Regions from separate parts of the Mus musculus genome. Here regions 1, 2, 3, 4, 6 and 7 are each linked to region 5. Evidence: chromatin contacts called from public promoter capture Hi-C data. All regions are on one chromosome and are shown on one strand. Each heading gives the region's core, a stretch centred on a gene start, on an enhancer-like site or on the middle of the called end of the contact. The rest is flanking DNA. Distances are from core to core; before and after follow the strand shown.

What was found. Promoter capture Hi-C pulls out the DNA fragments that hold promoters and counts their contacts. Capture Hi-C pulls out chosen DNA fragments and counts their contacts.
Region 1: a promoter capture Hi-C map of the HPC-7 cell line shows a contact between it and region 5. The contact joins the enhancer-like site here to the promoter of Copb1 in region 5. A contact is called at or near these places in 8 of 39 promoter capture datasets (the C10 cell line, the HPC-7 cell line, hematopoietic stem and progenitor cells and 3 more), 4 of 484 Hi-C or Micro-C datasets (CD8 T cells, bone marrow-derived DN3 thymocytes and microglia), 6 of 115 datasets of contacts at active chromatin or transcription factors (bone marrow-derived macrophages, large pre-B cells, memory CD8 T cells and 2 more) and 4 of 9 other capture datasets (adipose tissue, liver, macrophages and 1 more).
Region 2: a promoter capture Hi-C map of stem cell-derived epiblast-like cells shows a contact between it and region 5, with 7 times the contacts expected there. The contact joins the promoter of Calcb here to the promoter of Copb1 in region 5. A contact is called at or near these places in 14 of 39 promoter capture datasets (the 3T3-L1 cell line, 3T3-L1-derived adipocytes, the C10 cell line and 6 more), 1 of 15 datasets of contacts at CTCF or cohesin (large pre-B cells), 4 of 484 Hi-C or Micro-C datasets (B cells, LSK cells and embryonic stem cells), 5 of 115 datasets of contacts at active chromatin or transcription factors (bone marrow-derived macrophages, embryonic stem cells, large pre-B cells and 1 more) and 1 of 9 other capture datasets (macrophages).
Region 3: a contact with region 5 is called in a promoter capture Hi-C map of embryonic stem cells, with 2.8 times the contacts expected there. The contact joins the promoter of Insc here to the promoter of Copb1 in region 5. A contact is called at or near these places in 8 of 39 promoter capture datasets (embryonic stem cells, frontonasal cranial neural crest, liver and 2 more), 1 of 15 datasets of contacts at CTCF or cohesin (large pre-B cells) and 1 of 115 datasets of contacts at active chromatin or transcription factors (embryonic stem cells).
Region 4: a promoter capture Hi-C map of pre-B cells shows a contact between it and region 5, with 5 times the contacts expected there. The contact joins the promoter of Calca here to the promoter of Copb1 in region 5. A contact is called at or near these places in 16 of 39 promoter capture datasets (the 3T3-L1 cell line, 3T3-L1-derived adipocytes, the C10 cell line and 11 more), 2 of 15 datasets of contacts at CTCF or cohesin (large pre-B cells and stem cell-derived epiblast-like cells), 3 of 484 Hi-C or Micro-C datasets (microglia, peritoneal macrophages and pre-B cells), 4 of 115 datasets of contacts at active chromatin or transcription factors (bone marrow-derived macrophages, embryonic limb bud, embryonic stem cells and 1 more) and 2 of 9 other capture datasets (adipose tissue and liver).
Region 6: a promoter capture Hi-C map of adipose tissue shows a contact between it and region 5. The contact joins the promoter of Cyp2r1 here to the promoter of Copb1 in region 5. A contact is called at or near these places in 2 of 39 promoter capture datasets (liver and pre-B cells), 1 of 484 Hi-C or Micro-C datasets (embryonic stem cells), 5 of 115 datasets of contacts at active chromatin or transcription factors (bone marrow-derived macrophages, embryonic stem cells, memory CD8 T cells and 1 more) and 3 of 9 other capture datasets (adipose tissue, liver and pancreatic islet).
Region 7: a contact with region 5 is called in a promoter capture Hi-C map of hippocampal neurons, with 4 times the contacts expected there. The contact joins the promoter of Spon1 here to the promoter of Copb1 in region 5. A contact is called at or near these places in 9 of 39 promoter capture datasets (3T3-L1-derived adipocytes, cranial neural crest, frontonasal cranial neural crest and 5 more), 2 of 15 datasets of contacts at CTCF or cohesin (large pre-B cells and pro-B cells) and 2 of 115 datasets of contacts at active chromatin or transcription factors (astrocytes and stem cell-derived neural progenitor cells).

The regions. Positions count from the first base shown.
Region 1 is chr7:114,525,098-114,529,000 of GRCm38.p6, reverse strand. It overlaps Pde3b (phosphodiesterase 3B, cGMP-inhibited), which reads right to left. Exons shown (of 16, transcript NM_011055.2): 12 at 2,021-2,220. Among named protein-coding and RNA genes, the nearest start is that of Cyp2r1, 36 kb to the left of the region's middle. Within about 2 kb of position 2,545, at least 14 of the 459 cell types and tissues checked have an H3K27ac peak or open chromatin away from gene starts, as enhancers often do. A contact at or near this core is called in the HPC-7 cell line, adipose tissue, bone marrow-derived macrophages and 1 more, where this site is marked.
Region 2 is chr7:114,716,937-114,720,623 of GRCm38.p6, reverse strand. Calcb (calcitonin-related polypeptide, beta) reads right to left here and starts at 1,981. Exons shown (of 5, transcript NM_054084.2): 1 at 1,902-1,981; 2 at 794-889; 3 at 410-550. The coding sequence starts at 882.
Region 3 is chr7:114,743,753-114,747,319 of GRCm38.p6, reverse strand. Insc (INSC spindle orientation adaptor protein) reads right to left here and starts at 1,554. Exons shown (of 13, transcript NM_173767.4): 1 at 1,314-1,554.
Region 4 is chr7:114,634,113-114,637,857 of GRCm38.p6, reverse strand. It overlaps Calca (calcitonin/calcitonin-related polypeptide, alpha), which reads left to right and starts at 1,501. Exons shown (of 5, transcript NM_001033954.3): 1 at 1,501-1,646; 2 at 2,637-2,731; 3 at 3,250-3,390. The coding sequence starts at 2,646.
Region 5 is chr7:114,252,176-114,256,227 of GRCm38.p6, reverse strand. It overlaps Copb1 (coatomer protein complex, subunit beta 1), which reads left to right and starts at 1,548. Exons shown (of 22, transcript NM_033370.3): 1 at 1,548-1,622; 2 at 2,209-2,358. The coding sequence starts at 2,268.
Region 6 is chr7:114,560,577-114,564,526 of GRCm38.p6, reverse strand. It overlaps Cyp2r1 (cytochrome P450, family 2, subfamily r, polypeptide 1), which reads left to right and starts at 1,555. Exons shown (of 5, transcript NM_177382.4): 1 at 1,555-1,794. The coding sequence starts at 1,570.
Region 7 is chr7:113,764,413-113,768,419 of GRCm38.p6, reverse strand. Spon1 (spondin 1, (f-spondin) extracellular matrix protein) reads right to left here and starts at 2,422. Exons shown (of 16, transcript NM_145584.2): 1 at 1,854-2,422. The coding sequence starts at 2,091.

The sequences.
Region 1 (3,903 bases), core at 1,296-3,795, 270 kb before region 5:
TGTTGGATGCCAGGTCTTGTCTTTTTCACATGCTAATTTCCTTAACACAGGAGTTACACACTCTTCACCATGAGTTATATCCACACAGGCCCAAAAGCAATGTGACCCACTGACCTTGTAAATGGAAATGTCTAAAATGATGAGCCAAAATAAATGATGATTGCTTTAGGTATTTTAACAGAGTAACAATTTTTTTAGAACTATTCATTTTATATGTTGTCTCTTTTTACCCTTAATATCACAATTTTTTGTTCTAGTGGAAAACTGTGTATGTTTTGGTGTGTTATACATGCTTATTAATGTGGTTGGATAAACATGTGCCTGCAAATGCATGTGAAAGCCTCAAGTTGTTAGTGTCTCTTCTTGATCACTTTGTCTGTCTTTTTGTTGACAGTCCCTCAGTGAATGCTCTGAAGCTCACTGTCTGGACAGACCAGTTAGTCATTGAACTTTCAGGTATGCCCCACTAGCCCTCCCTTGCCCAGTTCTGGGGTTCAAGAACATGGCCTTTGTCTGGCTTCTTAACATGAGTTCTGGGGATCTTAACTTAGTTCCTCATGCTTAGACACAGACACTGTTAAGAGGTTAGCCCTATCCCAGCCCTAGAGGGATAAGCTTCTATCTTCATTCACACACCTCAGGAACAAGTGGGCAACCAGAAATTAAATACAAACCTCCTGGCATCAGATCTAGTGCTTTTTTCAAAGAATTGTGATTTGCCAGTAAGTCAATCAAAGTGATGTGGAGGTTAGAATATCCTCTAAATTTGTAGAATGATACTACAAATATGTAACCTTGGGCAGGTAGTGTCTCTCTCTCTCTCTCTCTCTCTCTCTCTCTCTCTCTCTCTCTCTCTCTCTCTCTCTCTCTCTCTCCCTCTCTCTCTCTCTCTCTTCCCCCCCCCCGTGTGTGTGTGTGTACGTGTGTCTTTGTCTCTCTAACACACACTTTATCTTCTGTATTTTTAACAGTTGACATGATTGAACAAGACAGATAAAAAGAGGAACAGAAAATGGCTACAAATGATAAATGGAACTAAATTTAAGACAGAATACTAAAAGTGAAGACAGATGAATTCATCACAAATAATAACATTGGTTACTCTTTATGATGTTGATTACTGGTTATATGTTGGTTAGAAACATATATACAACATTGCAGCAATCTACAACACAAATACCTCAAACCACATTAAATTCTTCTAAAAACCATGTTTAGTTCCAAGTTCTCATGTTTAAAGTTATGGCAGTTACAGTATTCATGTTGGGAATTCATACTACTTTATTTAGACTGTGATCTGACCCTAAAAGAGTTTGGTACTTGATCAGCTATATTCCCTCCATATAAAATACTATACCAAAATAAATTGTTGTCTATCTTCTTACTACATTTGTATTTACTTATTTGTTTATGTGAGATGAGGATACATCTGCATGCCATGGCACATGTGTGGAGGTCTGAGGACAGCTTGACGTAACTGGTTTTCTCTTTCTATCAAGCCAGCCCCAGAGATTAAACTCAGGTTGTCATGCTTGGAGGGAGGTACTTTCACCTGGTAAGGCATCTCATCACCCCCAAGAAAGAAATTGTTAGTGCACTAATATGTTCATAGCTAAGGAACAGAAGGTAAAGATATTAAGATAAATCATAGGAGAAAAATGGAAAGAACAAACCATTAAGGCTCTCCTTAGTTATTACAACTTTTAGCCACACTATGGACCCAATCAGAAAGAACAATGATCTAACCAGAGCTTTATCAATTTGTTAGAAGACAAAAATATTTCAATCAAGATATAGAATTCATGAAACATGGAGTTATAAACTATTCTTTTTTATAGCTGAAGAAACTAATTTTTCAAAATCCTCTTAGCATTCATCATCATGTGCTTTCACCAATTAATTATAATGAAGAGTTTACTGAAAACATGACTCACAAGAAAGACAGATTATAGAGTGATATGCAATCGGTTATAAAAATTTTTTGGAACTATTCTTAAGCTTCTGAAAAATTCTTTCCTACCTGAGGTGCATTTGTAGCCACTAGAAACGCATTTGTTCTTCCTGGGTGATCGTAATCGTGCATGGCAGCTGCCACATACAAAGCCATCAATTCTAATGCAGGGATGTTTGAAGATAGGCAGCCATAACTCATATCTGGAATACAGCAACTCTTCGAAGAAATGTAAGCAATCTGTCCAGAACCAAGTCTACCATCTGAATCTGTGTGGCAATAAATAGTAAACAAACATTAGCATTTAACTTCCTGTCAATTATGCTAAGGATAGAATTTCTCATAAGTAGTATCAGTATTAATTTATTGAAATTAAATAGACTCAAAGGATTTAAATACTTTCCCATTGTTTATCTTGCAGGACATTAGAGAATTCTGACACCAGATTGATGCTTTCTTGCTAGGACTAATAAATACCTGAAAACCCTAAGTTTATAATTTTCTAAACATTTGTTCTTAAGGGCTAAACATAGTAGTCATACAAAATTCTAGCACCAAGAAGAGGAAGTAGACAAAGCCCTGCCCGTAACCAGGAAGCTACTGTAACTGAAACTTCCTGGGAAAGGGAAAGTCAGCTTTCTCCAGTGGAGTATAAAATTAGGTATACCATAAGTCACACTCCAGGACAGGCCCTATACCCAAGGGTAGTTAACTAAAACACAGACTCTGTATTTTGGGGGATGTGTTTGTGTGTGGTATCTTGTTACCTTTTCTCTAATTTTCTTTTTTCAAAGTTTGATGTGATTTTATTTTTGTTGTTATTTTTTCTTGTTTTTTGAGAGCCAGACAGACAGAAGGAACAAGTAGTTGGGTAGGTATTAAGGTGAGGAGGGTCTGGGAGAAAGTAGGGGAGGGGAAAGAATATGATCAAAATATACTGAATGAAAAAATTTAAGTATGTATAGTAGATATAGAAAAGGATCTAAATGAATAAAACTAGGGGATTAAAATCTGATTTAAAAACAATATGAACATGAGGGAATTTGAGGTATCACCAAACAAAGCTCTTTCATAGAGATGCTACTTTTCAAAACTCATCCGAAGAAATGTTTCATTTCTTGCATTGACTACAATTTCTCTTTCTCTTCTTCTTCCTCCTATGAGGCTCTTTACAATGGAACAGAACAAAAAGCACGAACACACAAAGGCCTGAAACAGAACTACTTCATACTACTTCTCTGTTTCCTCCTGATAGAAACAGTGTGTTTTCCCCTGTCTGTGACTCTGGTCCCTAACACCTCATTACCTGCTTCTGTGTCTTTATATTAGCTAAGACTAAATGGTCAAGCTATCATTGCTGCTAAAGGGATTGGAAGAAATTCCAGAATGTAAAAGGTATTATAGTAAGCAGCACATAAAATACAAGATAAGAGATAAAAGATGTCCTCAGTTGTGTTCATCAGTTAGAAATAGGCCTTGTCAAAGGCCAAATGATTTCTTAATCATAATTTGAGTCAATATATCACAAGAATTTTAACATGACTTTAATGCATGAATGATAATTTAATTTTAAAATGTTCATTATTTCCATACTGTTTATGTTTTCAATATATATTGAGTTTTCAAAAACTGTACGCTTAACACTCCTTACAACAGTAATTATGTAATTATGTAGGCAAACTGCTACTAGCAAGACTTTAATTATTAATATCAGGTCAATACCTTGAACATTTTCCTGTGTTATAGCTACCATGGATTCCCCCTTAAATTATAAACTAAATTTTAAAAATAAAAATAGCAAAATATATCCCTATTAAACTAAAAAACGTAGTTGAGACTGGGATGCAGACCTATACATGTCAGCATTTTAAGTTCAAGGACCATCTGGAGTACATGAGATATTGTGTTAAAATAAACAAAAGCAACAACAAAAATGTAGAAAGTGAAACAAA
Region 2 (3,687 bases), core at 732-3,231, 460 kb before region 5:
CTGTCCCAGACCCCTTCTACCCCAACAACTTTTCCTTGTAAGTGTGGAATGAAGGCTCCTTGACAGTTGAAAGAGCAGCAAATGTTGGAAGCTGTTAAAGCTTCCTGAAATTCTAGTCCATCCTCTGGCACCACACTTACCAGTCCTACCTCAGCAGGTTCAGCGATGTTGATGTTTCCCCATCAGTGCAATCCAAATCCCTTCTACATCTCCTCATTTCTTTTCCCAAGAGTTTTCAGGAGAAACAACATTGTAATGTGTCTAACAACTATGAGCCCCTCTGGTGGTACTGGAAGCTCTGTGGGAGGCTAGGACTCACGTTTAGTTCCTTGGACTGCTGGCCACTGTCTCTCGACCTCTCTGGAATAAGTCCTCCTACATGTGGGGGTCAGATGGGGAGGAGACTTACCGGGAGCCCTTAGTCTCTTGCTCCTCCTGTTCCAGCTTCCTGGCCTTCATCTGCTCATAGTCCTGCATCAGTGCAGCAAGCAAGAGATGTTTTTCCTGGTCGCCGAGGGTGCCCAGGTCTAGGCTGCTCTCCAAAGCGGACCTGTGGAGGTAGCAAAGCCAGTGCAGGTTCTGATTCCCTGCCTATCTCCTCCCCAAATAAGAAACCAAGCTTCCTAGCCCTTGCTTCTTCCCTAGGGGCGTAGCGGTCTGGTCATTAGGCCAGTTCCCACATGAGGGCGCTGAATTACCAATAACCAAGTAGGGCTACAGAGCCGCAGAGTTGACACACCCCAGGGGCAGCCGGAGGAGAGCCAGACTGCACTTCTGATTCAGGTTAATTTACCTGAAAGGGGCAGCCTGGAGGCTGCTGGCCAGGCACAGGACCCATATGCTGCTGAGAGCCAGAAAAGGAAAGAACTTCCAAAAGTCCATGATGTCTCTGTAAGAAGAGAAGAATGGTCCAATTGCTCAGGACTATAGACCCAGGTTCTATTTCTCCTACCACACTGCAGCTCTCAAAACGTGCAGTAGATGCAGTGTGGTGAGTGGCTTGATAGAGCAGAAACGAGTGGGGGAGAGTAGATGTGGTTTGCAGTTTCTGCTCGGTTTAAGAACAAGGAGGAGCTACCGGCACTCATTTGCCCCCAGCTTGCAGGAGAACACACGTGCCGCGCCCCTTTGGCTCTCATCTGTGAAGAAACCAAAAACCACCCAGAGATCCCTGCGCCTTGCTGTCCCGCTGCTAAGGATTTCTAACAGGTTGAAATTATTATAATCACCCTTTCTGAGAGGTTGCCCTGGGGAAGAAAGTTAACTTGGAACTAATCCCCCTCTCTCCATCTGCAGAGTTGGGAGATTTTTTTTTTTAAACTACCTCAGAACCGCAGATGAGGACTCCTCCTCCCCACAGCGAAGCGAGACCCACCTGCTTGCTGATAACCCCAGGAGGCTAAAGGCTGGAAACATCTGAGAGAAAAGATCAGTGCTCCCCAATCCCGAATCCAAGGAACTCTTTAACCTAAAACTGGTTAGGATGCGGCAAGACCACCTTCCCTCAAGGAGGGGGCACAGACGCGCCTAGATAGGGTCGCCCAGCTTCCAGTGCTGCTGAGTAGTCGTAGGGGTCCCACTTACTTTAGTTAAAAGAAAATGTCAAGACTGTACTTTCTGACAATGGCTGCAGGAAGGCGGAAATGTATGTGGAATGATAAGGAACCAGGACAGCAAAGGGATCCAAGTAGAGTGGGGTGTGGTGGCTTGCGCCTGTAATCCGCATCCTTAGGATGCTGAGAAAGGAGAACCTTAGCGTTTGAGACGAACCAACTTGAGCTATATAGTGGGTGCCAGGCCAACTTAGACTACAGTGTGAAATACTGCATTAAAAAGAGCAACCAAAAGGAAACAAACTAAAGGAGAGAGAGCTGTAGGCGTTGAGAAGTTAAGTTTCTCACCTGCTAGCCCGTGTTGGAACAGCGAGAGTGAAGTGTCCACTGCAGAAGAGCACACACACACGGCTGTAGGCGTCTTGTCCCCAGAGCCGTGGTCTCTTATTCTCGATCTTGAGGGTGTGGGGGGTCCGCAGTAGCTCTTCCACCAATCAGAGCTCTGACCGAGCTTCCATAACGTCATAGCTGGAGCTACTTACACTTCTGCAGGAGGGAGGCAGCAGTCCACTCCCTGTCTTTGAGGTCATTGCTGAGGAACCGGGTAGGAGTGGGAGTGGGGGTGGGGTAAGGATACAGAGAGGGTGAATTCGTCCAGAATGTGAGCAAACCTGAGTTTGACATCACGACCTCTTTAATACCTGAACTCCAGCCTACAACCTTTTGCTGCCCACTCCAATGGGGACCTGAACCTCGTAGCTGGACTCCCACGCAGGCTGAGTAGCACTCCCAGGTTCTAAAAGGACTTCAGTAGATACATCCACGATGATGACTGTCACAGGAAGAAGCGGGTCCTTGGATACATTAGGGTACTTCTGTCATACCTGTCCCAAATGGGCACTCTAGCAGTGCGTGCTTCCCATCACCTAATAAGGATAGAAACTAGAGAGTATTGTGGAGCAGCAGGCTAACAGACTGCACAGGGAACTGGGCTTTCTCCTCCTGTACCAGACCTTCCAAATCCTGCGCTATGGTTTTTACATCCCTCCCCCGCCCCCATTCAAATCCCCAGACCTCACACTGCTGTAGCAGTGTAGATTAAAGCACTTCCAAGCATCCCTGGCGGGTTTGCCTAGCAGGAGGCTGGCGCTCAGATGGCAGTTCCCTTCCCCTCCCCTGCATCTCCACCACCCCACTCTGCAGAGCTTGAGAGCTGAGCCAGGGTCCTGCACAGGCCACCTGAGCAACCCAGGGGTCAGCAGGGAACTTTCACACTCACTCAGCTGCTGGTTAAGCATCCATAGGTTCAGGCATCCGACAGCTGGCAGGTGACCTTTGGCATTAACACACCGTGTCACTGAGGAATACTCGGTTCACTTGCCTTCAGCAGAAGACTGTGTGCACGCACTAACCCAAATCAGTTGAGCTTTGGCCAAAAATAATCTCACATTTCTGCTTTCAGAATCAGGCATGAATTATGTGCACTGGGATAGGCACATCACCACTCTGGCCTAACCATGGGCATCACAAGTGCCCACCCAAGAAAAAGAACTGAGTATCTCCTGTTTTCCACGTCGCCCATTCTTCCAGGTGTGAGGAGAAGATACGCGGTGCTCAGCTACTAGAAAGTGAACTGACATCATTCCCAAGGCTTCAGGCTTTCCCTCTCCGCTGCTTGGTTGCAGCACAAGGACTCTCCAAGTGCCCAGCTTGCTGGGGGTTCCAGTAATGTGTGGAAAAGGCTATACCTGTGGCTTGGGAGATCCACACCTGGCCCTCAGTTTCTGAGAATCAGAAAGGAACTCAGTGTGTTTACTCAGGTCCTCTGAGTCACTTTTCTGATTCAGGTCCTAGTTGTTGGAGCAAGGGCAGATGATACCACCCTCCCTCAATTAAAAAAAAAACCCCAACTGGGAAACTCCCGCTGGCCTCCAGTCCTCAATGTGGTGAGGAGGATGGGAGGCAGTTTCCCCAGGAACCTAGATGTAGATCAAAGTTGCCCCCAGCAGAGGCATAGGATGGCTTTGTAATGATTTTTTTTTTGGTAATTGGTAGGGCACCCAACCAATGCTCTCTAGAGGAATTTCTTCATGAAAACAAGGTCCTTCTCCATCTAGATTGTGAGTTCACTTTT
Region 3 (3,567 bases), core at 305-2,804, 490 kb before region 5:
GCCTGCTAATCTCCTCACAGCCAGCCCAGGATTGGGTCTAGGACTGGACCAAAGGAAAGACACACTAGTGGATCAATTGAACCTGGGTCATTTCCCGTTTCAACAGACTAGGAAGACAGCCTTTAGACCACCTCACAAACACTGTCATCCCTAACTTCCCAACCAAAGAAGCACAATGAACATGGACACATCACAGGAACCCATGGATAGGAGGATTCCTAGGGCAGAAGAGATTTAGAAGTCATAATGAGATCATAACCGTAAAGGTGAGTACCAGCCCCTGGCATTTGGAGGCATTCAGTGTTCCATGCACTGTTATTAGTGTCCCAAGTGATCTCCACATAACTGATGAAGGTGAGGGAGGGGTGTTGAAAAGTCTGTCCCTCAGCAGTTAATTAGGGCGAGGTGACTGAAGCCCCGAAACAGTGGGTCCAGTCCCACTCAGTATACCACCTCCAGCCGTTGCCCTCCCCCCAACCCTCAATTGGAAAGTATTCCCCTTCTGAGACCAGGTTTCTGAAACCATTTTTCAGAGATGACCAATGAAGGGTACAAGAAGCAAAAGGGGGTGGGGTTAGAGGTGATGCCAGGGTCAATTCCAGGCTGTGTGGGTTTGCATATGCATTTACCACATGAGTGCATATTTCATACATGCCATTTGTCATGGGTGTACAATCTGTGTGGAGTGTGGCTGCACTGTGTGTGTGTGTATATGAACAAGTGTCCCCTGTCCCCATGCCTCTCTGGTTATGAAAGTGGAGTTCTACCCCTGGACCTGTGAAGTAGTATCAGTCAAAATCCCATTCACTCTGATATTGGACTAGAGCTTTGAGCTCCAGTGTGGCCCAAAGCCCTGAGAAACCAAAGCTTCGTGACCTACAAGCAAGACACCCCAGGTGAGGACAACAGCTGGGGACAAGTCAGGTCACCCCAGAAAGTGGAAGTTCAGATATCTATTGCTCTCTATCACTACCGTCTACCTGTTACCTGTCTCTCCGTTTCAACCTTCATCCTGCAGGGTTCTGGCAGGTTCTATCCCTGGAGGCCCCTTCATTTCCACTGTCATAACTAGACCCACCTGTGTGCCACACCTGTGGGCATGCTTCAGGGGACACACACACACGTGTGCACATGGTAGAAAACTCCACACGATGACATCCCATACTCCCTCCCACTGACACTCACTCCTACTCACAAACTCTTACACTGACACAATCACACCTGCTATCCTAGAAGTCACAACCATGCTTGCAGCTCCAGCCCCAGCCCCTGGATCCAGCCAAAGGAGCTAGCCATCCCCTCTGCTTACTTACTCTGATTTTACAAGACAAAAAGCAGTGTGTGCAGAGTCCAGCGATGGGTGGCAGCTCACAGCAGCTGGAACTCCAGAAGCTAGGAGCAAAGTGGCCGCGGGGGCGCTGGGGACTGCACTGCCGTCGGCCCCCCCGCTGCTTCCCCCACCCCCAAACCCAGGCTCTTCCCTGGCGGCGGCGCGCACCGAGCCAAACGCCTGTCCCGCGCCAGGCACAGTGGCCTGCAAGGCTCCGCCGGGACGCGAGGGCTATTTCGGAGCCCCTGGCCACGGTGGAGACCGCGCGCTGTCATCTGTGGGAGCTCTGGAATGAGAACGTGGTCGGGTCTAATTAGAGACCCAGCTCACCCCTGGGCTGGGCCATCACCCGGAGGCTCCAGAGCCGGCCAGGCGAGGGCGCCCACATGTGTCCTACATGCCAACATCTGGAGTGGGAAAGGGACTATGCTGCCACGATAGGTTTTCTGGAGCTGAAAGAAAACAAGGAGAGATTTGGGCCCAATTTATATCCCTGAGGAGGGGACGGCCTCGCTGAACAGCCCCAGGAATGAGACTGGGTTTGTCCGCTGCAGGTGCTTCCCTTTGGAAACTCAGTTACCCACTTAAGTCACCCTCCAAATCACAGACTTGCCAAAAATGACAGGGGGTGTTGATGAGAAACCCCGCCACCTCAACCTCACCCCTGGGCTCTGTGTCAGATGGCTAAGTCCACAGAAGTCTGGTCCAGGCCCCAAAGCTCTGGAATGCTACATTTTTAGACCAAAAGGAAGCTACTGGCTCATTCCATTCGATGCCTTCCACTCTGCCATGAATCCCCAGGGTCTGAAAAGTCTCTACCTTGGTAGATTGCCAAGAAAAGACAGTTCACCACCACCCGGGGCCCTGGCAGGAGCTTTGCTTACATTACATGTGCAGGGAGAGGAGGCTCAGTACCACCTCTGTGGTACAATGTCCTGAGCTCTTGATGCTAAACCTCCCTATTCCTTGCTCCAGGCTCTGGCTGGCACTGCTACTGCCTGGCCTTGGGCATACCACAGCTTTGACAGCAAATCATTCACTGTGGCTCTCTGGGAGCTTGTGGCTGCAGGTGGCCCAGTCATTCCCAGGAAAAGCCAAGTTTCACTTTCAGCCTGCTTCCATACAGATGTCATGGCTTTTGTTGTGCAAAAGGACTTCAGTCCACTATCTGTGGGTCTGTCTCTCTCCCTGGAACAGGGCTGGGCCTCTAGGCAACACTGACTGGGTGCTGACATTACTTCACACCTTCCTCAAGTCGGCAGGTTGCTGAATCATCTCTCCATGTGCTGCTGGTAGGTGAAGGGATACACAAATAACCTGTCCTCTGTCCTTCCTCCACTACCTACTTTCCAGCTGTATCTAAATCAAGTCACCCAACTACTCTGAGCTTTACTTTTTCCATACATATAATGGGATCATAACCATGTCTGCCTGCTCAAAAGGCGTGTGAAAGCTCGGTAAATGACCAGGAAGGTTAATAAGGTTTGTAGCATGTTAGAAGTGAGGCTTGAATCTTAAACAGCATCCCTGTTAGCAAGAGGCCTCAAAGGTCTTTTATTTCTGAAATTGGGTCTAATCTTGTACTTATATTTGAGAGTAAGGTTTGCTACATGTACTCTTGAGGAATTTGTGGTTGAAGCTTCAACCCAACACACACACACATGCACATTACATACACATACACAAACACACATACACAAACACATATATACACACACAGACTCACATGCACATGTGTATACACACATGTACACCCATAAATACACGCATACATTCACACACCCCAAAACACATAATGCACACATAGATACACCCACATACACATATACAAATGCATAACATGCATACATGCATGTACATGTACACAGGAATACACATAAGTATACACATATACATAACATATATTATACACATGCATATAGATACACAGACACATGCCTGCACATATGAATACTCACACATGTATGCACACAAATATACATACACACACTCACACCCTTCCCAGATACCTACAACACAGCACAGCCTCCTGGACTCCTGTGCTCCCCACAAGCCCCAGTTGCCTGGGCCCTCTCCGGTGGAGTCTCCATCCCCTGGGGGCCGCCTCATGGTTATAGTCTGGGCTGTAATGATTCAGGTATTCTTACAGAGTCCCCTGTGAGCATCTTCATTCTCTCCACCCATCCTTCTGGGCCATGGACCTGAGAAGGCCTGAGATTCAAAGCAAAGGCTAATGA
Region 4 (3,745 bases), core at 252-2,751, 380 kb before region 5:
CTCAGACCTCACCAACTGCAGAAACATGAAGCTTCTTTGTCCCCAGACAGCAAATGCCCCAGTTAGGACCTCCACCCTTGTCGGTGTTCCTGGAGCTCACTGCTCAGACAAAATGAGTGTCCAAATCAGGGGAGTGGTTGTGAGAGGGATCAAGTCAAACTAATCTGATGTGAGATGGAGATCCAAGAGCAAACATCCTGTGGGAATGTGGCATGGACTGCAGGAGGGACGTGAAGGCAGGCTTCAGACAATTTGAGAACCACTAAGGATGCTTCTGTGGGCCACAGAGACTGCTGAGTGGCTGTGCTTTCTGGAGAGGATGCCTTTTTGGAAAGAGCGGAGAGTCTCTGTGCCAGGAGAAGTGTGACTGGGAGCAAGTGTGAGGTTTAGGATGGGCAGCATCTCCGCAGCACTGTCAAGCCTGCCTGCTCTTTAGCTCTTCAGCTCAGGGATCTAAGGGTGGGGGTGAGAGGGCCTCCCACTCCACCCCCGGATCAAATACAACTGGAACATCTTGGCAAACAGCAGCAGGAAGCAAAAGGACAGCTGTGCAAATCCTTAGGCAGGCAGGCAGCCTAATGAGAAGTGATAGATAGCCAGGCAGGAGGAGAAAAAGATCTACAATGGAGACTTTGGAGGCATCTGGTTCTTCTTTGTACTTTCCCCACTACCCCTTCGTACCCCCTACCCCAAGCAGGACCCAGCTAAATACAACCCCTTCTCACACATGTGAGTGTGTTATCCAGCGCATTAGGAATGCCAAGCTGAATACAGATGATTCACACTGGAGAAAGAGAGATTTTATAGCCCAGAAAACACCAAGGTTTCTTTCTACAAGCAGGCCCTTCAAAGGGGGACTATGATACCCACTGAAAAGTTTAATATGTTGAGGTTTCATGCAGGCTTTGGGGGTCTTTTGGGGGGTGTCAGATTTTTGAGGATTTTTTTTTTCATTTTTCATTTTACCTGTGGCCACATAACCCCAAATGAGGCAGCTGCCACAAGCCTCGGGTCTAACTGAGTCCTTGTGTGCAGTACCAACACCTCTGACTATCTGCCTAAACCTGTGTGCCACGCTGCCAGAACTAGCCTTGCAGATCAAGAATTCATCCCTCAGGTGCACTAAACTATTCTAGATTAGGCACGGACTTAGGTGGGGGTGGGGGTACGATTAGAATCAGACATGCAGCAAGGAGTGCTTGAGATACTGGACTCTACTCTCCAAGATTCTGAGATTGGAGTCAGGAATATTCAAAGTCAAGAAGGAAAGAAGAGATGAAATTTATCTTGATGTCAAAAGGCCCTCCAAATTCCCGCTAATTTTAAGGGTGGCTCTCACTGATCCGTATCATCTCCCCCACTTCCACCAATGACCTCAATTTAAATTCAAATGGTGTCATCTTGCTAGATGCTCTGAGTTCTGGAAGCACAGAGGTGACGCAATCTGTCTGGGGCATGGGGCCCTTCCACCTATTGGCTGCCTGGAGCCCCGAGACCCCTCCCGACTCACCACGGCGGGAATAAGAGCAGCTGCAGGCGCTGGGAGGCACAGGAGCCACTGCCAGGATCAAGAGTCACCGCTTCGCAAGCACTGCCTGGCTCCATCAGGATCCCCGCAGGCTCAGCTCCAAGGCACCGCTCACCAGGTGAGCCCTAAAATTCCTGTTCAGGTGTGTAGTTCTACTTTTCTCTTCCTCTCCCTCTTCTCTCCCGCTCTCGCTGTTAGTCCTTGGTTTGTCTTTCCTGACAATCCCAGTCCCCGTTAGTCATTAGTCCTAGCGTGGTTCGTGTTAGATCCCGATCCAGATAGGTCCCTACAGAACTGGTCCGCAGAGCCTTCCTTCAGTTTCGCTGGAGCGCAGGCTCCAGTCTCACGTTTCTCTCTCTCTGTACACCTGATCCACCAATCTTGGGACGCTGAGCTCCTAGGCTTCACGCGCGCAGTCGGGCGTAGCTCTTCTTAGATGGTGCTTTCAGTATTCTCGTTTCCTGAGAAATTGGTCCTGAGTCCGAGCCTAGGGCCAATATGTAGCGAACAAGAGTCAGTTGCCGCAATTGCAAACCCCGATTTGGGACCCTGGGATTAACAGAGAAGTGTTTTCCACCTCAACTTTAGATTGGTTCTTGTAGGCAACTGAGTTGCCAGAGGGTGGAGCAGCTGAGCAGTGCAGCCGTCAGTTTCTCAGATTTCAAGGCAGAAAGATTCCCTCTCCATAGACTTTCTTTCTCACATTCTTAGGTGTCTGTAAAAAAACTCACAAAGAGAAGACAACTCTACACTTCCCTGTGGAGACAGATGTAGAGACAGGAGACACCTGGGATTCGTAGAATCCTTGAGACTGATCTCACCACCACCACTCCTTTACCACCACCACCACCACCACCACCACCACCCCCGACCCCCCGCACCCTCCCCCTCCTCCATCTTTAGGGCTAAGATTCTTTCCAAACCGTATAGGCTACATGCACACTGGACAATGAGGGAACAAAGATGATGAGAAATGTGGTTATCAGTATGAAGCCAAAATGTCGGGGAGTCACAGGCATAAGCACACAGAAAGCCAGGTCCATGGGCTTATAGAACCTTGAACTGATATAAATAAACAAATGAATAAATAGACATTCTTCTCTTGCAGGAAGGCATCATGGGCTTCCTGAAGTTCTCCCCTTTCCTGGTTGTCAGCATCTTGCTCCTGTACCAGGCATGCAGCCTCCAGGCAGTGCCTTTGAGGTACGTGTAAAGACAGGAGTCCTAGTGTCCTGGGACTGGCCAACTTCCTGTTAACCACAGAGTACCGAATGTTTAAAACCCAACTATCTGGTGGAAAAATATATACATGTACATAGACACACATGTAAGTTCACTATAAGCTTAAATTTCAAGTAGCCCTTTAACTAACAAAATGCTTTCACCACTTCCCCCCCATATTTAGTATCAAGAGTTAAACCTTTTTGTTCAATTCATTCCTTATGAGACATGAATTTTACTCTAATCTGCTAACTTGCCAATAAATATTACTGACTCTAATTTATAATCTGTTAATCTATTTCTCATCTACTTTACAAACTGTATTTATTAAAATGAGCCCCCAATTCAGATTCAACAGTAATTATTTTGTCATTCAATTTGCCTGCACTTATCATTTAACTTGCAAAATTCCTAAACTTATGAGGACGCTGACTCAAGCCTCTAGTGTAAGCGGCAGGCAGGGAATCAGAGACGGTGCTAGACTTGCTTCCTCTCCACAGGTCAATCTTGGAAAGCAGCCCAGGCATGGCCACTCTCAGTGAAGAAGAAGTTCGCCTGCTGGCTGCACTGGTGCAGGACTATATGCAGATGAAAGCCAGGGAGCTGGAGCAGGAGGAAGAGCAGGAGGCTGAGGGCTCTAGGTAAGGCCCCTTACCCTGCCTAGCCCATCCACAGGAAGGCGGAATCCAGAAGGTAGGAGAGAGCGCACTGTCCGCCTGGCTGCTGTTTAGCAGGACACGAGGCTCAGCTACTCTCAGGCTGAAAGAAGACAGAAGTCATCGGGTGAGACTGTAGTTAAATCACACTTAAAAAAATTTATTTCTGAAAGCACTTAAGAGAAGGCTAGGAATAACTGTAGAAATCAGTCTGCTAACATTGGGGAGACTTCCTGCAATAGTATGAGCGAAGACTGGTAAAGCCTAAAGTCTGCAGAGATGGCATTGTGGCCACAGGGCCAAGGAGAGCACCCCTCCCTATCCTTGCCTGCCTGTGTGC
Region 5 (4,052 bases), core at 299-2,798:
ATAGCGCTTGTTTGTAATTTTTTAATGTATTGGATGCTTTGAAAGAATAGCAAGAGGCCATTCTTTTTTTTTTGTTTGTTCTTTTGTTGTTATTTTGTTTTCTGGTTTTAGCCCTGGCTGTCCTGGAACTCACTCTGTAGACCAGGCTGGCCTCCATCTCAGAAATCTGCCTGCCTCTCCCTCCTAAGTGCTGGGATTAAAGGCATGTTGTACCACCGCTGACTGGCCGAGACCATTCTTTTTTTTTTTTTTTAAAGATTTATTTATTATTTTATGTAAATACACTGTAGCTGTCTTCACACACTCCAGAAGAGGGAGTCAGATCTCATTACGGATGGTTGTGAGCCACCATGTGGTTGCTGGGATTTGAACTCTGGACCTTTGGAAGAGCAGTCGGGTGCTCTTACCCACTGAGCCATCTCACCAGCCCGGCCGAGACCATTCTTAAATAAAGAGTAGAAATGATAGCGCTTGTTTGTAATCCCAGCACTTGGGAGGCTAAGGCAGGAGAGGAGTAGATTGGGAGTTGGCCAGCCTGGGCAGTAAGACTAAAATCAAAATTCCGAGAGGTAGCTGTTCTCTGTGCTGGAAATATGTAGCCTCTGGTATATTTTGAGTGGTGGGGATTTGTTTTTTAAACCCAATGTTTCCAGAAAAGAGAATTGTTAGAATAGCTGCATTCCAGGTAAATGAGAAAACAGTTTGTATTCTGTATCCTGCAAGTGAGGTTAGCAGGTTTTGTATACACAGTATGTGTATCCATGTTGTAATCCCAACTCCTCAGAAACTGAAGATCACCTTTCAAGACCAGTCTGGCAATCATACTTAAATTTTTTAATGTATTGGATGCTTTGAAAGAATAGCAAGAGGCCATTCTTTTTTTTGTTTGTTCTTCTGTTGTTATTTTGTTTTCTGGTTTTAGCCCTGGCTGTCTTGGAACTCACTCGTAGACCAGGCTGGCCTCCATCTCAGAAATCTGCCTGCCTCTGCCTCCTAAGTGCTGGGATTAAAGGCATGTGCCACCACTGACTGGCCGAGACCATTCTTAAATAAAGAGTAGAAATGATAGTTGTCAGACAACTTCTGATACTCCAATAACTCCAGTTAACTGAATAAAGTCAGATTCAGGTCACCAGAGGTGTTAAGCCCTCAAGTGTATTTTCATATAACCTAGTCATCTTATTAAGGTCTCTGAAATCATCTGCCTAAGAATTGGTTGTTTCCAGTTTATAAGTGAAAGGAAGAAGAAAGTCTGCAGGACTTTTCTGTTTCTCTTTTGTACAGTTTAGTTCCTGGGAAGACAATTCCTAAGGAACTGCTAACTGACCACAGCGCTTAAGTCAGCTCCCAACTCGCTGGGAAAACTAAAATACTTGTTTACACTGCTGCAGAAACCAACTCTGAGAGAGGAAGAAGACAACACACTTCCAGGGCGCAGCTCAGGGCGGAAGAGGCTTGTCCTTTCTGGGTCTCCGTACAGGCTCTGTAGCTGCATCCTTGCTGGTCTCCCCGCCCCCTTCCACGTCAGCCAAGGACTTGGTGGAGCCGTCGCGGCAGCGGCTGTCCGGACCGGTAGTCGGCGGTCCCACGGTTCCCTCCCGGCCTCCGCCCCTCGGAGCCAGGTAGCGACCTGGGCCCCCGAGCCGCGGGGTTGCGGCGGTCGCGCGGGGTCAGCGAGCCACCGGATGGGGAGATGCCGGGCGCTTGACTAGGCCGCGGCGACGGGCGGTGGGGGCGGGGAGCTGGGCCGCGGTCCCCTGGGCGGTGGGACAGGGGTCTGCGCCGCCTGAGGCCTGACCCTGCATAGACAGAGGCCGGTGAGGGGCGGCCGGGATTCCCACGGGGGACCCGCCACAGCCGAGGAGTCCCAAGGTTCTGCAGCGTCTTCGCTCGCGGGCCGCCCTCCTGGAGCAGATCCGACTGTGTTAGGTTGGCAATCACGGCCCCGTGACGTGGTGCTCCGGGTTGTCACTGTGGTGTGGACCTCGACTCCACAGCTTTGCACACCCTGGGTCGGGGAGTGGACGGGTACGGGGACTGAGTGATTGTCACTAGAGTTCACGGAAGGAGAAGGTGGGGAGAGCTCTACAGGTCGTCCGAAGTCACACGCGAAGAACTTCAGGCAGTTTAGAAGATCACGACTGATTTGCGGAATTTGTCTCCCTTTTTTTTTTTTTTTTCTAATGATGTTTGTATTCATTTTTGTAGATTTTCCTGGCACCTTTCGTCCTTTTCATCTTGTATTGGGTTGATTATAAACAGAAACCATGACGGCAGCCGAGAACGTGTGCTATACGTTAATTAACGTGCCAATGGATTCAGAACCCCCTTCGGAAATCAGCTTAAAAAATGACCTGGGTAAATAGTTTCTTAACTCAAATAGGAATTATTTTAATTGATAGATTAAAAACGTAAAAGATGGACAAATTAATATGGTGTTTTTTAATACATATCTATATGGTCTGATATTTAAATCCTGTCAAATATAATTATCTCAAACATTCATCTTTTCTTCATAGTGAAAACATTTCACATTCTTTCATAGAGATTTTTTTATTTTTTTGAGATTTTAAAAATATATATACAGTATATAGTTATTAATTGTAGTATACAGTGTCATACCTGAACTTTTTTATCTTGTACTCAGCAGCCATTGACCAATCCGCCTCTCCCAGCCTTCCTTCCTTCTTACTCTCCTAGGCTCTGTGAGCCACGGTCCTTTTTTTTTCTTTTTGTTTTCCTTTTTCCTTCTTAAATAAAGCCTTACTCTTTCCCTAGGTCAGCCTGGAACTCACTAATAGGCCAGGGCAGCCTCCAACTTATGTCAGGTCTTAGTTCAGCCTCCAAGGGTTACAGGTGCAGGCCACTATTCACCTTTTACTTTCAACTTCTCTGATGATGTAAGTTAATACTTCATAAAATGTTTCTACTCTCAACCTCCTTTCACCTGAGGAAGTTTCTTATTTATTATGTGTGTATGTGCACAAAAATGTGCTAGTCATGTATGTATAAAGTGAATTTATATGTGAGGCCAGGGGTAAACCTTAGGTGCCTCCCTCAATCATACTCCACCTTACTTGTTTTTTTTTAGACTTTGGATTTTTATAAGATTTATTTTTAATTGTGTATATGGGGAGGTGCCCGTGTGTGTAATGCTCAGGAAGGCCAGCTGTGTAGGCTCCTCCTGGAACTGGGAGCCACTCGATGTGGGTTCTCTGCAAGCGCATTATGTGCTGTTAGCCACTGAGCCGTTTCCAGTTCTCAGTCTTATTCTTTACTATTTATTAGTGGGAAGTGGGGAGACAAACATGCATAGCACCAGTGTAGGTGTCAGCTCTCTCCTACCATGTGGGTTTTAGGCATTGAACTCAGGTGGTCAAGCGTGGCAACAAGTGCCTTTTACCTGCTGAGCATGCTCAGTGGCTCCCTTCACATGCTTTTTAGACAAGGGATCTCTCACTGACCCTGAAGCTTGCTGACTTAACTAGACTAGCCGGCCAGCAAGTCCTAGCGATCCTCTTGTTTCCGCCTCCCCTTAACGCACTAAGGTTATAGGCGTGTGCTATGCCTGACTTTTACATGGGTGTAGAAATTGAACTCAGATCCTCAGTGCTTATGTGGCCAGCACTTTACTTACTGAGCCATCTCTCCAGACAACATTTTTTTTTTATTTGTCTTATTTTTTGAGTCAGGGTTTCTCTGTGTAACAGCACTGGCTCTCCTGGAACTCACCTTGTAAACCAGACTGGCCTTGAACTCAGAGATCTACCAGCCTCCTAAGTGCTGGGATTAAAGATGTGCTCCACTATGCCCCGCCCCATACAAAGAATACATTTTTAATCATACATTATGATAGTACAATTCAATCACAGACTAATTTGATGACCATAGGAAAACAAAAAACCTTGTAAGTATAGTAAAAGCATTGCAGCTCATACCATACAGTTTGAGATCTGAGCTGAGGTGCTTCAAACATTATTTGGTGTTATGTGTTATAATATAATGTAATGTAAACATGTCATGTGCTCAAAACCAAGACTGCATCAAAGTCA
Region 6 (3,950 bases), core at 306-2,805, 310 kb before region 5:
ACTCTGTGAGACAGAATGAAAGGAAGGGTGCAGTGAACGTTGCTGAGCACTAGCAAAATAAATGGCTCAAGAGGAGGCTCAGAGCTTCAGTTATTCATTAGCTCTTACTCTTTAAAGGTCAGTGGGGGAGATGTACATTAGTGCTGTCAATCAGATAGGCTGTACTGGGAGAGTCTGTACTCCCTACTAAGGTAGCAGGGAAAGAAGAAATAATTCCTTAATCAACACAAATTGGAGAGTATTCCTGGAATTGAAATTAATCTGTTTTTAAAATAAACAATGGAAGGGACTCCCTCCTGAATGGAGTACCTGTATTGTACAGCAGCTGCAGCCAAACTAGATACTTCAAGCCTTAAAATGATGTGAGAGAAGAAGGCGGGGCTGATATCAAGTATGTAGCAGGCAATGAACGCTCCTGCTGCTTCACCGTTACTGTTTCCCAAGGGCAACCTCAATATCCATCCTGTGAAACTGAAGGTTTAGTTTAGTAATAACATCTCACCATTATTTTTCTAACCTACTAGGCGATTAATAATAAAGTTAAGGAATATTTCAAGATAAAATATCAAGCATTTTAACAGTAGGTGGGTTGTCTATGGATGGAGATCCTGAAAAACACTGTAGGAACTTTGTTATTCTTTTCCAGCCAAGTATCTTCGATGTATAAGACACATGCACTGTGCAGGCATTCAATAAATAGTAGCATGAATAAAACTTAAGGTAATGAGAACTGGTGAACTTTTGCCAGTGCTGAATCATAATCAGAGGGCAGGTTGTTGGGAGTCTCAAGTCCTGCCGGTCCTGTGTTGCAAGTAATTGCCCAATAGAAAACAGGAATGTGGGCTGAACTAACGACATAAAATCAGTGCCTCTGCCTCAGTAGGAGACAGAGAACCTGAATAGTCAGTGCTATCCCTGAAAAGAGAGGCCTCTGAGATTATAAATAAGAAACCAATGGGGGCTTGGGAGAACAAAGAAGGGTGAAAAGATAGGTGACTAGAACTAATCAGAATCCTCAAAGGGTCCACCGAGAAATGGCTCATAACAAACAGTGAAATTGCAGACAGAGTGAAGCAAAATACAATAAGGTTATTTCCTTTTCCTCTTGATATGTGGACTCGCTAATGGAAGTGCTGGTTATTACCAGACTCGGTTAAAGAATGCAGTTCTAATCTCTTCCCTATCCGTAGACTGAAAATAAACAGACCAGGCAACGTTAGACACTCTTTAAGGACAGACGTCCAGAGAACTAAGATGCACCGAGCCCAGAGAGCGAAGTTCACATGACCAACCTACTGACAACATTCCGGAAAAGGGCCCTAGGGCTCCGTGCCCGTTATGCGGTCCTCACCAAGAGCCAAGCCAAACCCAAAGGTTTACAAACGGACTCTGAGCAAAGCAGATCTGGAGCTGGCTAACCCAAAGGACCCTGAGCCCACACTGAATGAACCAATGGCCGTAGAGATAAGGCGGGCCGTCGAGGCGCCGGGCCAATGGGAGTGCGGCAGGGCTGGTGGGTGCGCCCCTGCCTCCTCGCTCCGGACTGGTTCGTAGCCCAGCCCGGGGCCGATGTTGGAGCTACCGGGAGCCCGGGCGTGCGCTGGGGCGCTCGCGGGCGCTCTCCTGCTGCTGCTCTTCGTGCTGGTGGTCCGCCAGCTGCTGAGGCAGAGGCGACCGGCGGGCTTCCCCCCGGGTCCTCCGCGGCTGCCATTTGTCGGCAACATCTGCTCCCTGGCCTTGTCGGCCGATCTTCCCCACGTCTACATGAGGAAGCAGAGCCGGGTGTATGGCGAGGTAGGCCTCAACGCGGACCTTCCTCTCGTCAGAAGGAACCACTCAAGCGAAGCCGGCTTCGAGGGCCGCGCCTCCTACAGGAAGCCGCCTCACCAATACCACGCCAGAGGCGCTTCGGCTTGAGTTTCCCGCCCACAGATCAGCATGTGCTTCTGCGCTTGCGCTGTGTGGCCTGTACTCTCTGGAGATGCCAGCCCGTAAGCTGCCACTGACAGAAACTTAACGGCCCCGTGGGCCCTGAGCTTGAGGGAAAAATCAAGATGCAGTGAGTTTCTAGGACAGTTAGTGGTCAGTATTGTAGGCTGCTGATTAAACCATGGTTTAAAAGATTTAACGCTAAAAATTAAAATTGCCCTTTAATTTTCTGAATCCTCAATTTTCCTCATCAGAGTAATTAGAATGATACCCAAAAGCAGTAAGAAGCTACCCAACTGTATTGCCTACTATATATGATTTTGGTTACTATGTGTGAAAAATATCTTCATTTAGTAGTGTTAGGGATTGACTGTAGGGTTTGGCAAGTTAAGTGTTTACCACTGAAACACACAGCCAATATAATAGAAATGTATTATGCCTCCAAATCTAAAATTATCTTTAAACCAGTTGATTTGAAATGGTTTCTCATTGAATAGGAAATTAAAAATTTTTACATAAATATTTGAACTGAAAGGAATTATTTACTATGAATATTCATATAGGACAAGTAATGTAAGTCTGTTCGTTAAGATAAAATTAAAATTAAGTGTTTGGAAGACTGTCATTAAGGAATAGGTTGATTGGATTCAATTGATTAGAATTTGGCGTAAATAATTTTGTTTCTGGTACACTGAGGAAACTGCATTGTTTACAGTGATGACCACTTACTGCACATCAGATAAGCCTGACCTGTGTTGATAGCTTCAAAGTTGCAAGGAGCAAAACTGAAAAGGATATATGTATTTCAGAGTAAACATTGTATTGCAAGGCTTAATAACCACCAAACATTAACTCTTTATAAACTACTGCTGCATTTGATCTTTATTCTAGCTATAAAACAACCCTGAAGATTTCCATTATCTTAGAGATATTTCCCAATTTTTGACAGTTTCAAAATTAGTATAAATTGTTAAAATACGAACCATTTTTTGTAGAGTAGAAGGAGACTGTTATTTCAGAAAGGTTATAGGAAGCAGTTCATAGAAGTTTTTTTTTTTTCTTTTTTTGACTTTTTTCTTTTTTTCCTTTTTTTTTATTATTATCATTCCATTAGTTTACATCTCAAATGATATCCCACTTTCCAGTTACCCCCTCCACCAACACCTCATCCCATGTTATCCCATTCCTGGTTACTTCACTGCCACCACCACCCCCTCCACATCTGTCCTCCCCACTCCTTTTTGCCTGTATGAGAGTGCTCTCCCACCCATCCACACTTTCCTGCCCCACTGCTCCAGCATCCCCCAACTCTGGGGCATCAAACTTCCCTGGGACCAAGGGCCTCCCTTCCTATTGCTGTCAGGCAAGGCCATCGTCTGCTACAAATGTATCTGAAGCCATGGATCCCTCCAGGTACACTCCTTAGTTGGAAGTCTAGACTCTGGGAGAACTGGGTGGTCAGGCCAGCCTATGTTGTTCTTCAAATGGGATTGCAATCCCCCTGAGCTCCTCCAGTCCTTCTGCCAGCTCCCCCACCAGGTTCCCTGAGTTCAGTCTGATAGTTGGCTCCAAGCATCCACATCTGTATTGGTCAGTTGCTGGCCAGACCGCCCCAGGAACTGCCACACTTAGTTTCTTTCCACAAGTGCCCCTTGAACACAGCAACAGTGTTGGGTTTGGTGTCTGCAGACTTGATGTACTCCCCAGGTGGGGCCATTCCCGGATTAGCCCTTCCTTCAGTCTCTGTTCTGTTTTTCTGTCCCTGTTCTTCCTTTGGACAGGAACATTTCTGGGTTAAAAAAAACTTTGAGATAGGTAGGTAGCCCCATCCCTCAAACAGGGGCTGTGCATATCTACTGGAGGTGGTCTCCACAGGTTCTATATCCCCCTTCTCTGCACTTTATGGCTAAAGTCGATCCTGCTGGGTCCTGGGAGCCTCCAGTGGCTGTCTCCAGTTTCTCATCCCCTCTGCTACCTATTTTTATTCAAATCCTGATCCTCTATACCTCTCTCATGTCTCC
Region 7 (4,007 bases), core at 1,173-3,672, 490 kb after region 5:
CAGAAGAGAGCACACACTGAATGCAATGAGCGGAGACAAAAAACCCCCATTTTTAAGTCAATAAAGAAAAGTCACTCTACCTAAACTAATGAATATTTGGGAACCTGCTGTCTCTTTGACACACTCACCTTTGTATGAGAACACAGCTTTTTTTTTCCAGGCTAGGAAACAGGCTCAGGCAAATCAAATGGCTTGCACGAAGTCACACAGCTGCTAAACCCAGGCCCTCTCATTCCCAGTCATCCCTTTCCCTCTGCTTTCCCAGTTAACTCAGGACTGTGTGCAGGGGGCCCTGAGGCGTTCTTGCCTTTTGGTCTGACCTGCCCCAGGTTAGGCGAGTATCAGTTTGTCCTGCACTGCCAGGTCTGAGACTCCTTTCACCAAGCTGTGTGCTTCCTCCCTGGCTGGGAGCTTTTTTTTTTTTTTTAATCCAACATCTTTCTTCGGAAAGAAGGATCTTGTGGACTCCTTAAGGAACAAAGCCGATCCTGGTCAAGGGCTGAGGGGCTGAGGGAGTCGGTGCCTGGAGCCTGAGTGCATAGTTTGGAGTGGAGAATTACAACTCCACCAACCCGACCAGGAAAACAGAAGCCACTTTCTGGGAAGTGCAGTCGCTGGGTCTGGTACTGCCCCAAACTTTCTCCCAGTGCTCCCAACCATTTCCTCTCGCAACTCTCTGGGGGAACCAGGAAGGCAGCAGCTGGAAGCCCAGTTCTTCCGCCAAGTTCTCCAGTGATCTGCTCTTCCCCATCAGGCACCAAGCAGACTTAGGGCTCTGGAGGAGACCCTAGGTAAAATATAGTAATTTTCCCCAGGGTCCTGCCTGGGGACAGCCAGCTAATGCTTGTTTAAAAAAAAAAAAAAAAAAAGAAAGAAAGAAAGAAAGAAAGAAAAAGGAAAAGATATCTGGGGAGCCTATAGACCTACTAAGCAGGGAGTGTGAGGATGGAGGAGGAGGTGACTGGAGTCTTCAGGTGGGTGTGGGCCTAGCTGTTGGTCATGCCAGAAATCGCCCACCTGCTTGTACTGCCTTTCCCTGTGCTCTGAGCCCTACTCTCTACTGAGCTGCGTAAAGCTGGGCATCCCCAGGGCGCACAGCGTCTAGGCCGCCAGAATCAGAATCGCGTTCTGGGAATCCTGGGTCTGTTTTCTATCGTCACATTCCACCTTCCATTGAGAGACTACCCGTGTTGGGTTGTTTGTTTGTTTGTTTGTTTGTTTGTTTTTGAGGACCCTATTGCCATTGAAACCTGTCCTGGAAATCCAAGGGTCTCTGTCTTCTCCTGGGACATAAGAGAGTAATTCGGGGATCTTTCTGTGGACCCTTCAGGTTCCTCCTTCCCCTAACCTGAGACTGGTTAGGGACCCATCCAGGAAGTGAGAGTCCTGCTTGATCTAGAAGCTGGTATCTCTCCTTCGAGGATGAAAACCATGGGAAGAGATGCCCTACCTGGGACCCACCTGAGAGTACCCTCTTCCCCAGAGAGCGATAAGGAGAAATGTGTGTGTGTACTTCACTCTCGCCAACAGCTGGAGCGAAGTCGGGCTCCCTCCCAGCCAGGCTGGTGTGATGTGTGGCTCGGCTGTATTCCCCGGCTCGGGAACCCTGCGTTGGAGACCGGGGCTGTCTCTCCTGCCTGTAGCCTCCCCGACGGCCCCCTCCTCCCCCGACACTGTCTTGTTGGGTATAGTATAGAGCTGGCAGCTAAGGGGCTCAGGGCAGCCAGGTCACGGCCCCGGGCTGGGATGCGCAGACGTGGTACACTCGGGGACTGCGCTCCCGGCTCCAGCCTTGCTCGGGTCAGTGCCCTAGGGGTTCCTAGATCTCCGGTCCCCAACGCCATTCCACTCACCTCGGTAGCTGCTTCCTGGCTTATAGAAGTCAGGGTCGCCTTCCACGCGGAGGCTGAACTCCGTGTATCCCTCACGCCGTGTGCCCTGGGCGCGCAAGATGCGGCTGCAGTAGCCCTCCGACTTGGTCACTTTGTCCAGGGTCTCATCTGAGAAAGCTAGCGCTGCGGCCAGGGGCAGCGCGAGGGCCAGCAGCGCCGGACCCCGGCTAAGCCTCAGGGACACGGGAGACAGCCTCATCCTCGAGGGCCCCCCAACTTTATGCGGATGTTGCAGACCCTGTCAGGACACTCCTGCTCCAAGTGACGGGAGCTGCAGAGGCGAAACCTGGAGGAGCCCGGGTGGCGCTGGCGGTGGGGAGACCGTGCCCGCCTCGCTTTGGCGGCTGCGGAGCTGCGCTGCTCTGAGCGGAGCCGAGCAGCGGAGCTGAGGGGCGGGCGGTGGCGAAGGAGCGCGAAGAGGGAGGGCTGATTTGCGCCCGGATCCCCCAGCGCAGTGCTGTTTTGTTTCTGAGCTGGCGATTAGCGGGCGCTCTGGTGTTTGTTTTGTGAAGCTGGATTCCCAGGGTCTGGTGGGAGAGAGCCGGGATACGCAGACACGTGCTGGCTCAATCTACCCTGCCACCAACGAGGCTGCTTCCTCGGTATCCAGTTCCAGCTTGGGTCCTGTGGACCACAGTGCTCTGAGGAGGGAAAGCCTGCCAACTTAACTTTTGTTGCAAACCTACTCAGTGCCAGGCTGCGCTGCTGCAAGGTTTCCCCGCGGCGGCATCAGTCTACCACGTGCACTAGCGCCACACACCGTAATCATTTATTTATAGACAAGCAGATCCCCGCAGGCCACCTTTGCTGTGCTGGCCCGCTGCCTCTTACCAGGCCACCATATAACATATCACGCTAGAGGACCAGCAAGGAGCCCGAGACTTAGGCCCTGAGAGCAGCTGGCACAATGCCTTGGCCATAATTTTGAAGATTTTTTAAAATGTTTTTCTTTTAAAACAAGAGGAAAAGTTACTATTGAAGAAAATATTTTTTGCTACATATTAGTTTATTCAGCAGTGTATCTAAGCAATCATAAACTGTGAGGTTTTAAGAAGGAGGGGGCTTACAAAAATAAGTGTCTATTGCTTAGGAGCCTGGCCATTTTGAAATGTTCAAAGAAGGGCCTGTGTTTTCTTGGCTTAGATATTTAGTTCAGGCTCTTAGCCTCCAGGGACAGGTTTTTGGGAGAGGCCATAAGCCGGAATCTCTCTCAATGTCTCTCTGCCTCAGCCTTGTCATTTATCCATTGTGAGGTTAGGTCAGACATCCTTTCCAAGCGTGTTCCCTGCCCAGGAAGCATGGGGCAGGAGCGGGCGGCAGCTATTGAACCAGAGCTGTGTATGCCGAAATTTGGCAAAATCTCTCATGTGGAATACTTTGCCTCAGGAGACACCCTACTTGAAGATACCTGAATGCCATTGCTGCACACAAGCCTCCCCTGCCCCCAATGCCCTGAAAGGCTGCATTATTCTCCTTTATTCTTCCCAGGGCCTTGAATACTTCTCAAGTGCCTGCATCTAACAAGCAGTTTCGTCCACTTTCCAGACTCGCCTTTCCTCTTCCTCTTAGATTACAAACAGCCCAATAGAGCCATCAATACTGGAAATTCCATTCCTCACCCCATCCACTAACCACTGATCCCTCAGTCCTATGGTGTGACTTGTACTACCACCGTCAACTGGATGCTATCTTTCAGAAGTCACTGAGGAATAAGCCTTGTGGAAGGCCTTGTGTACTTCTCAGCCTTAGGAGAAAGCATGAGAACTGGACCTCAGCCTCTGATCCAACAGACCAGCTCTCTCCTATGTGCATCTTCAGATCTGGACTGTAGAGTGAGCCAGCTGACTCAGGGTTCTAGACTGACTCCATGTTTGGGTTCCCATTCCCCCCAGCAAGCTTTGTTGCATGTACCTGAATCTAGGCTCTATGCCTAGCACTAGAAGACAGGAAAAAAATTCATCCATCCATTCAACAATCCACCCATCCATCATTCATTGAATGCATCCATCTATCCAACCACCATGTCTTTCTTTCCAAATACCTTGGGTAGAGATTTGCTCCTCCACATACACCCATTCATCCATCATCCATCAACCAACCAACCATCCATCCATC